Linked DNA regions of Muntiacus reevesi: regions 2 and 3 are each linked to region 1. Evidence: chromatin contacts called from public Hi-C data. All regions are on one chromosome and are shown on one strand. Each heading gives the region's core, a stretch centred on a gene start, on an enhancer-like site or on the middle of the called end of the contact. The rest is flanking DNA. Distances are from core to core; before and after follow the strand shown.

Region 1 (3,592 bases), core at 761-3,260:
GTGTTGTGGAGAGAGAATGATGGAGGAAGTGTGGCAAAATATTCACAATCGAGGCATCTGGGCCAAAGGAGTGTGAGAGGTCTGTACGCTGTTCTTGCAACCATCCTGTAGGTTTATAACTATTAAAAAAACAAAAAAACCCAACAGCAAGGTATCTTCTTCTTGGCCATGCTGTGCGGCTTGTGGAATCTTAGTTATTTGACCAGGGGTTGAACCCTGGGTTCATGGCACACAGCGATGAAAGTGCTGAGCCTTAACCACTGAGCTGCCAGATAATTCCTGAAGTTCAATTCAGTCGCTCAGTCGTGTCTGACTCTTTGCGACCCCCATGAACCACAGCATGCCAGGTGTCTTCTTTATGAAGCAGAACGCTAAGTTTGGCCTCTGGGATCAGATAAAATGGAAACTCAAGTCCCTATTTTAATACTAACTAGATGTGTGATTGCCAACATCCTCTGGATTATCGAAAAAGCAAGAGAGTTCCAGAAAAACATCTATTTCTGCTGTATTGACTATGTCAAAGCCTTTGACTGTGTGGGTCACAATAAACTGTGGAAAATTCTGAAAGAGATGGGAATATCAGTCCACCTGACCTGCCTCCTGAGAAATCTGTATGCAGGTCAGCTAGCAAAAGTTACAACTGGACATGGAACAACAAACTGGTTCCAAATAGGAAAAGAGTACATCAAGGCTGTATATTGTCACCTTGCTTATTTTAACTTATATGCAGAGCACATCATGAGAAATGCTGGGCTGGATGAAGCACAAGCTGGAATCAAGATTGCCAGGAGAAATACCAATAACCTCAGATATGCAGACGACACCACCCTTATGGCAGAAAGTGAAGAACTAAAGAGCCTCTTGATGAAAGCGAAAGAGGAGAGTGAAAAAGTTGGTTTAAAGCTCAACATTCGGAAAACAAAGATCATGGCATCTGGTCCCATCACTTCATGGCAAATAGATGGGGAAACAGTGGAAATGGTGACTGACTTTAATTTGGGGGGGCTCCAAAATCACTGCATGCAAAAACCACTACAATATTGTAAAGTAATTAGCCTCCAACTAATAAAAATAAATGGAAAGAAACAAAAACAAAATCACTGCATGGTGACTGCAGCCATGAAATTAAAGGATGCTTGTTCCTTGGAAGAAAAGTTATGACCAATCTAGACAGCATATTAAAAAGCAGAGACATTACTTTGCCAACAAAGGTCCATCTAGTCAAGGCTATGGCTTTTTCAGTAGTCATGCATTGATGTGAGAGTTGGAGTATAAAGAAAATTGAGCACCGAAGATTTGATGCTCTTTAACTGTGGTGTTGGAGAAGACTCTTGAGAGTCCCTTGGACTGCAAGGAGATCTAACCAGTCCATCCTAAAGGAAATCAGTCCTGAGTATTCTTTGGAAGCACTGATGTTGAAGCTGCAACTCCAATATTTTGGCACCTGATGGGAAGAACTGACTCATTTGAAAAGACCCTGATGCTGGGAAAGATTGAAGGCAGGAGAAGGGGATGACTGAGAATGAGATGGTTGGATGGCCTCACTGACTCCATGCAGATGAGTTTGAGTAAACTCCAGGAGTTGGTGATGGACAGGGAGGCCTGCAGTCCATGCTGCAGTCCATGGGGTTGCAAAGAGTTGGACACGACTGAGCGACTGAACCGAACTGAAATCTCAGAAATGGAAGCCGGAAAATTGAAATAAACAAAAACAGATTTGCCTAGATCACAGTCTGAACCTGTAGCGTTCACTAACGTTTCCGAAGACTCTGAGGCCTGCCGAAGAGGCTGTTCTGTCGGCTGGCCAAGAAACGCCCAGGAAACAGGGAAAGCCAATACAGCGACGCAGTTCACCCTAAAGCCGTCTCCCAGGGTAACTGGGAGGAGGCGTGGCCTGGACATAGGCCACGCCCTCCTCGTCCAACTCGAATAACGATTGGTCTGAAAGCGCGGCGGGGGTGGGGTGGGGGCGGATCCAGAACGCCCAGCCCCGGTAGGGGGTCAGGCCGCCATTTTGGGTTGTGTTGGTTTCCGGGACGTTCCGCGTGCCTTCTCGCTTCCGGGCAGTTCCGCACGTCAGGGGCCCCCAGGGTCCCGCGTCCGAGCGTCAGGTTGGAGCCAGGAAGCGTCCCTGGGGGTAGCGGCGGCGGGGGCAGGATGAGCGCGGAGGCGGCGGACCGGGAGGCGGCCACCTCCAGCCGCCCCTGCACCCCGCCGCAGACCTCCTGGTTTGAGTTCCTGCTGCAGGAGTCGCTGTTGGAGAAACACCTGCGCAAGCCCTGCCCGGGTAAGCGCGGCGCCCGTGGCCCGGGGACTGCCCTCGGGGCTCCCACCGCCCCGCGCCTTCCTCGGCCGCGACTCCGCGGTCCGGGGAGGCGGGCCTCGGGGCCGAGCTCTGGCGCCGCCCGGTCTCTGACTGGGCATCACACAGGCCCGCGCGGGGCGCAGCTGCGGGAGGCAATAAGAATAGCGGGAAACAGAGACCCTCCCGCGCCCTCCCCCTTTTCGTGTTTGCCGTCTTGTCGCCTCTCTGGTGGCCTTGTGACCGTGCTCGGCTTGGGGCCTCAACCCTCCCATGGGGCTGAAACCCGGACAGTTTGGGCAGGGAATGCGGTCTGCGCATCAGCTGTTCAGAGGCTGGTCCTGACGCTTAATAACTATCTTAGGTCCTTATTTTAACTGTTTTATTTCTCAACGAGGGGATTCTGCTGACTCAATTATTCCAAAGTTGGGCTGTAAATCAAAGCGAAAACTTCTGAAGGCAGAAAATGCTATCACAGTTTCAAGATGGTTATTCTATAATGATGTTCATGATTGATACCGCAGTTCAGGAGTGCCGTTTAGGGAAGGTGGGAAATAACGGATATTTCTGGAAAGAGGTATTGGCCTGAAAAGGTGAATTCCTTGGATGAAATTTTGCTGACAGAGTTCGAATCCAGATGTGGCTTGTTCAGTCTAATCTGCTGGCCATAACTGGTGGAGATTCCTGGGCGAGAAGTTGGTGTACTTCACGTGGGCGGTTTTACCACTGTATTGTATTAATGTGCTTTTAATTCATTGCTTTTGATGAACGTTGGCTGAGTGTTTCTGGGTGCTTCATGCTTCATATCTGCATTCTTGTATAATTCCGTCTTCATGATAGGTAGGTGATCCTCTATTTTGCATAGACAGAAACAGGTGCAGAGAGGTAACTTGAGGTAGGTCCCACTAATTAAGCGTTAAAGCAAAAATTTTAAACATGGCATTTCTTTCCCCTAATTGACAATTGTTGTTTGCTGAACTGGAATTTGTAACTATTATGTTCTGTCCTCTAAAGTGCTTTCGTCTGCAAGAATCTGTTATCTTTCCTTCTTACATCCTTCCTGATCTTTAGTTTTAATAGCCAGGCGCACTTCTTGTGAATCATAATCCTTAGTCATTGTAACTACACAACTGTTTGGATCCCCTTTTTTACCCCTTAACTTTCAAGAAAGTTGAAGACTAGTTGATTTATGATGATTTGGGTGTACAGTAAAGTGGTTCAGTTATATGTATTTACCTGTTCTTTTCAGATTGTTTTCCATTGTGCATGTGCCTAGTCGCTCAGTCGTGT
Region 2 (3,592 bases), core at 275-2,774, 230 kb before region 1:
CCGACCCAGGAATCGAACACTCGACTCTTATGTCTCCTGCATTGGCAGGCGGGTTCTTTATCACTAGGCCACTTGGGAACTCCAAAAATGACTCTATGTATAGAATAAATAAGCTTAAGGGCTTCCCAGGTGGCCGCAGAGGTAAAGAATCCGACTGCAGCCGGTGCAGGTTTGATCCCTGAGCCGGAAAGATCCCCGGAGGAGGAAATGGCAACCCACTCCAGTATTCTTGCCAGTAAAATCCCACGGACAGAGGAGCCTGGCGGTCTACATAGTCCATGGGGTCGCAGAGTCAGACACAGCGAAGTGCACACAAGGATATATTGTACAGCACTGGGAATACAGCCAATACTTTATAATATCTCTAAATGCAATATAATCTATAAAAAGTGTAAAGCACTATGTTGTACTCTTGAAACTAATAATGTAAATCAAGTATACCTCAATTAAAAAAAAAAAAAAGTTGTCTAAATTACGTCTACACTTAAAGAGAAATGTGAGCTCTGGGGTTTCTTTTAAGTTTCTCTACGGACTTCATTACTGTTCGTTGTTGGCCGGTTTTCGGGAACCTCTGGTTAACTAGTTATTTAATTTATATATGGCAGAGCGAGTCATACATTCAAGGGCACTCAAGTTAATACACAACAATTACAACAGCCCACTCTCACCCCTCAAGACAACACAATTGTTCTCTACAGTCTGACTACAAATCTCTCCTCTTCACAAGTATTCTCCATGCAAAGGACGTTCGGTGTACTTCTTGTCCTTACGTGTGAAATCTTTCTAAGAGATAAGTACTTATTAAAGTTTCAGAGCAAACTGGAGAACGCTGCAGTCTTCAACCGAATGAATGTCACGCTTGGGTGGCACGACTCCCGTTAGAAAAGGGACCTAGGAGCAGGAATTTAGAAACCAGAAAACCAACGTGACCCGCTGAGTCACCGACACTGCTGTCAAGCACAAGCTGTCCAAGACCCCTTTCGAAACACCACTTGCAGTAAACGTGATACTCAGGATCCTTTTCAAGGCCCAAAGAGGACCCGAGGGAACTAGTGGGAGAGTGGGGGGAAGCAAAGCCAAGTAGAGCAGCCAACTCAACCAAAGACGACGCGGGGCCTCAAGTAATTCAGGGAAATGAGGAGGGGGTGGGGGAGCTCCCGCCACCCTCCCCAGACGCGGCGCCCACACCCAGGATGAGAGGACAGTGTGTGATGAATTAAAGCGGCAATCGGCACAAGGAAAAGTCGAGGCACGCCTAACGACTTTTTTTTTTTTTTAGGGTCCCCACGTCGAAAAACAGGGTCGGAATCACGTCGCGAAGACGTACCTCGGCGCTCGGGTGCTTGAAAGTGTCTAAAAATAGCAGCTCCATCGCCGAGTCCACCGCCATGTTTGCCGCGGGCGGGGGAAGGGGGAGGACTTCCGGGGCAGCCCTCCAAGCTCGGCGACAGCGGCTGAGGAGAGGGAGAGACGACGGTACTTCCCGTGACCAGAGCGCTGGAGCCGGAAGTCTGGACCTATCGCTACGCGTCGCGCTGCCGGAAGTCGCCTGCCCAGCGTTCTCCAGGGCGGCGGACAGCGCTCTCCCAGCGCCGAGAGATGTAGGGGGGATGGGTGGGCGGGGAAAGGACTACGGAGTCTCCAGTGGTCCAAACCGCGTCGTCCTACCGCGTTTTAGAGCCACGACGACCTCCGGGTGGCCGAGTGCCGAGCGGGCTTAGCAGAGGCGGAGGAGGGTCAGGGAGTCCTGCCAAGTCAGGATACCCGGTCCCGGTGAACCCGCCAGCAAGTAACTTTTCCAGGGCTGGCAGGAACAAGGTGCAGTCAGCGCTCGTGAAAAGTAAGACACTTTTCTTTTTAAAGATGAAACTCTCAAAACGAAGAGGTTATTTTGTTTTTGTTTTTGTTTTCTCATCTGGAAAAATGTCCCTTGTCAATCATAATACCTAATCCACAGGCTTACTGTGAATTTTTTTTTAATTTTCAAAAAATTGTAAAACGTAAAATGCCATGAGCAGTTACCATGTAGAGTGAAAAGGAAGCCTCCTTGGCTCCCTGTTGATAAACACTGCGGCAACTGGAACTGTTTGGTGTATCGTGGCGCAAGTGCAGGAGAGAGCAATTAGGAATTCTCTAGTAAAATCACTCGTGCCCACCCCACTTCTAGCTTCCCAGGTGGCTCTGTGGTCTAGAAGCCACCTGTCAATGGAGGAAACGCCGGAGACTCCGGTTAGACCCCTGGATCAGGAAGATCCTCTGGAGCAGAAAATGGCAACCCACTCCAGTATTCTTGCCTGGAAAATTCTATGGACAGAGGAACTTGGTGGGCTGCAGTTCATCTGTGGCAAAGAGTCTGAAGCGACTGAGCATGCATACCCACACACCCCACTTTTACGAAACTTCTTGCACATGTGCCCAGAGAAATACCTACAGATACAAGAGTATTCATGGCAACACTTTATAGTTTTAAAAAACTGTAAACTTAATTGTCATTAATATGAAATAATCAAAAAGAAAAAAGATCTCAAAAAAATCAGTAAACTCTGGTATGTTTATGCAATGCAAAATATAAAGCAGGTAGAAAGAATGCTGTATTTAATGCTAAATGCAGTTCTATATGTACTAACATGGATAATCTAAAAAATGGTTAAGCAAATACCCATTCACATGTTGAAAAGTGTACAGCATTTAAATAGTTTTAAACATATAAAATAAATTTTTAGGAGCATATATATGTTACAAAATTAAAAAGAAAAGCACTGGAGTGATAAACACTAAAATTTCAAGATAGCGGTGAACCATAGAGAGATGTAATTCATGAGCTTCATATGCTTTGATAAGGCTGGTGTTCTTTGGTGTGTCTGAAATATTTAACAAATTATTTTTTTAAAGTAAGTCTCCTATCCACTTCCTTCCTCAGCCATCCAGTTTCCTCCGTTAGCTAACAGTTTATCTATTTTATTATTTGTTTTTTTCAGAGAGCCAACTGTTGCATTTATATTTATTACTTCTATCATTTTTCTGTTTTCTGATTCTTTGGTTTCTGCTTTTGAATTTTCTGATTCCTTCTTTCTGCTCTCTAGACTTACTTGCTCTTCTTTCTCTAATTTCTATGGTGATGTTTAAATTACTTCTATTCTTATTACTTTATATGTCCACCAACTCCTCCCTGAGCTCTGCCTTAACTGTAATTAATATATGAATTACTTTGCCAACAAAGATCTGTCTAGTCAAAGCTATGGTTTTTCCATTAGTCACGCATGGATGTAAGAATTGGACCAAAGAAAGCTGAGCACGGAAAAATTGATGCCTTTGAACTGTGGTGTTGTTGAAGACTCTTAAGAGTCCCTTGGATTGCAAGGAGATCCAACCTAAAGGATCAGTCCTAAAGGAAGTCAGTCCTGAATATTCATTGGAAGGACTGATGCTGAAGCTGAAGCTCCAATACTTTGTCCACCTGATGTGAAGAACTGACTCACTGGAAAAGACCCTGATGCTGGGAAAGATTGAAGTCAGGAGGAGAAGGGGATGACAGAGGATGAGATGATTGGATGGCATCACCAACTCAATGGACATTAGTTTGAGCAAGCTC
Region 3 (3,592 bases), core at 299-2,798, 200 kb after region 1:
AGGTACTTTTGCTGTCATGGATGTGAATATATGACGAAAGAAGAATTGATAGGACCTGACCAGTTAGATTACATTAGATATACAAGAAAGAATAGGTAAAGATGATTCCAAAGTATTTCTCCCCTGATTGTGAGAACGGGCACATTGTCCAGACGAAAAGACTAAGAGTTGAGATGGAAAAGTCCAGGTAGGCAGGAGACCAGAATTGCAAGTGGAGATAAGGGATTTTTTTTTTTTTTTTTTTTTGAGCAGGTTTAAACTTAGTGCTAAAGGACAGAAGCCCAAAGAGAAAAGAGAACGTTATGCAGGAGGGACTGAGATCCTGTATAGGCTGAAGAGAGGCTGTGTCAGGGAGTAAAACCAAGGCAGGGTGAATTGGCTGGAGTTCTTAGGTCCAGAAAACCAGAACTCTCCCTTGGGTTTAAGGAGAAACATTAAGCTAGAGTCACAAACGCTTGGGTTGAGGCTGTAAGGTAAAGCTTTAAGGTAAAGCTGAAAGGAGGAGCTTTAGCCAACAGGCAGTAAAGTTTGTCAGTTAGAGAAGGATCATGATCAGAGGTACATTTTAGAAAGATCTAGTGTGGCTCCTTGGATGAAAAGCTATGACATACCTAGATAGCACATTAAAAAGCAGAGACATTACTTTGCGGACAAAGGTCCCTCTAGTCAAAGCTATGGTTTTACATAGTAGTCATGTGTGGACGTGATCATAAAGAAAGCTGAGCGCTAAAGAATTGATGCTTTTGAACTGTGGTGTTGGAGAAGACTCCTGAGAGTCCCTTGGACTGCAAGGAGATCCAACCAGTCCATCCAACAAGAGATCGGTCCTGAATATTCACTGGAAGGAATGATGCTGAAGCTGCAATACTTTGGCCACCTGATGTGAAGAGAGGACTCATTAGAAAAGACCCTGATGCTGGGAAAGAATTAGGGCAGGAGGAGAAGGGGACGACAGAGGATGAGATGGTTGGATGGCATCACCGACTCGATGGACATGAGTCTGAACAAGCTCTGGGGAGATGGTGATGGGCAGGGAGGCCTGGCGCGCTGCAGTCCACCGGGTCGCAAAGAGTCGAACACGACTGAGCGACTGAACTGAACTGAAATGTGTGGCGGCAGCAGGAAACGTCCGGTCAAACCTGGAGGCAGGAAGTGTTATTTGGATCCAGATGTAAGCAGCTTGGACCAGGTCTCGGGTCCTGGCAACTAGACCCAACCGTAATATTTGACCGGCCTGAGATTAAGAGGGCCTAAGGAGGCTCACATGCCATGTGAATAATTGTTTAAAAGTTATAAATCAAGCTAGTAAACTGTCAAATTATTCTCCATTCTCCTATCTCGATAAACACACCTCCAGGAGGGCCTGGAAGGGAAGGGGAAAACCTGGGCGGAATCCCTGGAACTCAGGCGGGGCTTTTCCTGAAGAGCGCGGCGGCGGACCACAGCGACACCTGGCTCCTCTCCGAGCGGCGGCCGGAGGTCGCCTTCCTGCCGCCGCGCACTGCGCGGCTAGACCTGCCGGGGGCGTGGCCGAGCGTAGCCGCGCGCCGAGAGCGCGGGGTCGAAGGGCACGCGGCGTCTGTGTCATGGCGGCCTCCACGTTGGGCTCGGCGTGGGGACCTCTGCGGCTAGGCGTCCCCGGCCTGTGTTGCCGCCGACCACTCCGGGGCCTGTGGGCGCGCGCATGGCGGCTTTCGGAGCCCGTGGCGTCCGGGCGGAGCGTGGCCGCGGCTAGTGGACTTGGCGCCTCGGGTACTGACCGCTACTGCTTGGAGCTGCTGCGGTGAGAGCCCGGCCTGTCCCGAGGTCAGGGAGCAAGGCCGGAAGGGACGCTCGTGGGCGCGGCGGGCCTCGGGGCCGACCTGACCCTTGGCGTTACAACGCATGTGCCCTGGGGTCAGCCCCGGGTGTGGGGTGGGAGTGAAGCCACAGGAGCTTTCACATCGGTCCCAAAATTGTGGCAAAATTCCTTCGTTTGTCATATTGCTTGAGCCTTATCTTTAAAGTTTTTGCATGAATAGTTTTTTTAAAATGTGAAAGATGACTAGTAATTAATTTTAAGTAAGCAGTGGCTAACTTTGAGTTCTTCCTGTGTGTCAGTCAGGCATTATGCAAATTATTAGTTTACAAGTAATCAGTCTTTGCCACAAGTATGACGGACAGTTGTACACTCCAAGTTTTATGAATTAAAGCATTTAGAACAGTGTCTGGTACAAAGTAGGGGCACAGTGAGTACACTATAAACTGTATTATCTAGCAGATATGGAAACAAAGATTTAGAGAGAATTCAGGGAATTTACCCGAGTTCAGTGGAATCTAAGCCTCATAAAGTCAGAAGCTTAATGACGATTTTCTTCAGGTAACACGTGAAAGGCCTAGCACAGAGAAGTGAATTGGACGAATCGGGTTACCTGATACATCTCGGCAGGGCCCTGTCTTGTATTCCAGGTCTGACTTCAGGGATGAATGGTTTAAAATACACCGCCCCCGCTCCCCGACTTTGCTGCCTTTGATTAACAGAGTGGCAGAAAATCTCAAAATATCTGACCTCAAGGGCTTCTGAGAAGTGCTAGAGTAGTTAACCACTCTGGATTTGATTGGGCTAGTAAGTCCAATTTTTAAAAATTCTATTGTAGCAAAATGTAGTATAATGACAGAATGAATTCCCATGCATTTCAGTGTTTTGTTTTTAATTGCTTTTAAAAATAGTGTACCTATCCCGCCTTGTTTACTTGTTGATTACTTTTGGAGAAGCAAGGTAGCATTAGTGGAAATCAGGGCATTAAAAATTGTAAAAGCCAAAAAAGTTATATTCATTTTTATATAGTTTCAAATGACCGCTTTTTGATAATATACAGTTTAGGTTATCAAAATGTATGGTTACCATCCATATTCACTTGTTCAATGCAGTTTTTCTTTGACACCAGTAGTGTCCTCTAACTTTCCTATCCAGGGTTGAATCACTCTTACAGATTTCTTATATATTGTTTTAGTAATAGTCTGCGGCTATCACAGAACAGCTTTTCTCAAATACATATTTACAAATGGGGAGACGCTTAATCTGTCCCTGTTGATAATTAAGTGGAATGGAGGCTGTTGACTAGTGATTTATTGAAAAGCAGGCAGACCTTATCTGAGTTTATTAATGCTAGTTGTGTCACTTGGGAAAGTTAATTACTTTAAGATTCACCTATTTCCTCATTTGTAGATTTCTACTTCCACTTTATAAGGTGGTTATGAGGGTTAAATTACATGATGTGTATAAAAATTCAGGCACATAATGACCCTTGAACAGAGGATTAGAAGTTTAAAACAAAATGAAGCTTGAACAGAAGATGAGAACTTTTAGCTTCTAATTGTCCATTAATCTTTGCAAAATTTGGACTCTGAAATTGTGTGTGTAGGATTGTTATGGACATGTGTCTTATGCAAAGCTTCCAAATATCAGAAAAGATACCGTATAACTTCAGGTTAGCCCACAGGGGTTCTTCTAGGAATCAAGGTTCTTGGGAAAATCTCAAACCCAATTTATTATATGTAGGTTTCTTGGGATCTGGTTTTGAGAAACGGTTCTTTAGGCCTTGCGTGTGTA

Evidence for each region. Hi-C and Micro-C count contacts between places; a contact is called where the count stands out from the background.
Region 2: a contact with region 1 is called in a Hi-C map of muscle, with 3 times the contacts expected there. The contact joins the promoter of VIRMA here to the promoter of INTS8 in region 1. A contact is called at or near these places in 2 of 3 Hi-C or Micro-C datasets (blood and muscle).
Region 3: a contact with region 1 is called in a Hi-C map of blood, with 5 times the contacts expected there. The contact joins the promoter of NDUFAF6 here to the promoter of INTS8 in region 1. A contact is called at or near these places in 2 of 3 Hi-C or Micro-C datasets (blood and muscle).

The regions. Positions count from the first base shown.
Region 1 is chr12:11,693,010-11,696,601 of mMunRee1.1, forward strand. INTS8 (integrator complex subunit 8) reads left to right here and starts at 2,011. Exons shown (of 26, transcript XM_065902473.1): 1 at 2,011-2,287. The coding sequence starts at 2,158.
Region 2 is chr12:11,462,851-11,466,442 of mMunRee1.1, forward strand. It overlaps VIRMA (vir like m6A methyltransferase associated), which reads right to left and starts at 1,525. Exons shown (of 24, transcript XM_065902509.1): 1 at 1,328-1,525. The coding sequence starts at 1,390.
Region 3 is chr12:11,888,971-11,892,562 of mMunRee1.1, forward strand. NDUFAF6 (NADH:ubiquinone oxidoreductase complex assembly factor 6) reads left to right here and starts at 1,549. Exons shown (of 9, transcript XM_065902777.1): 1 at 1,549-1,783. The coding sequence starts at 1,587.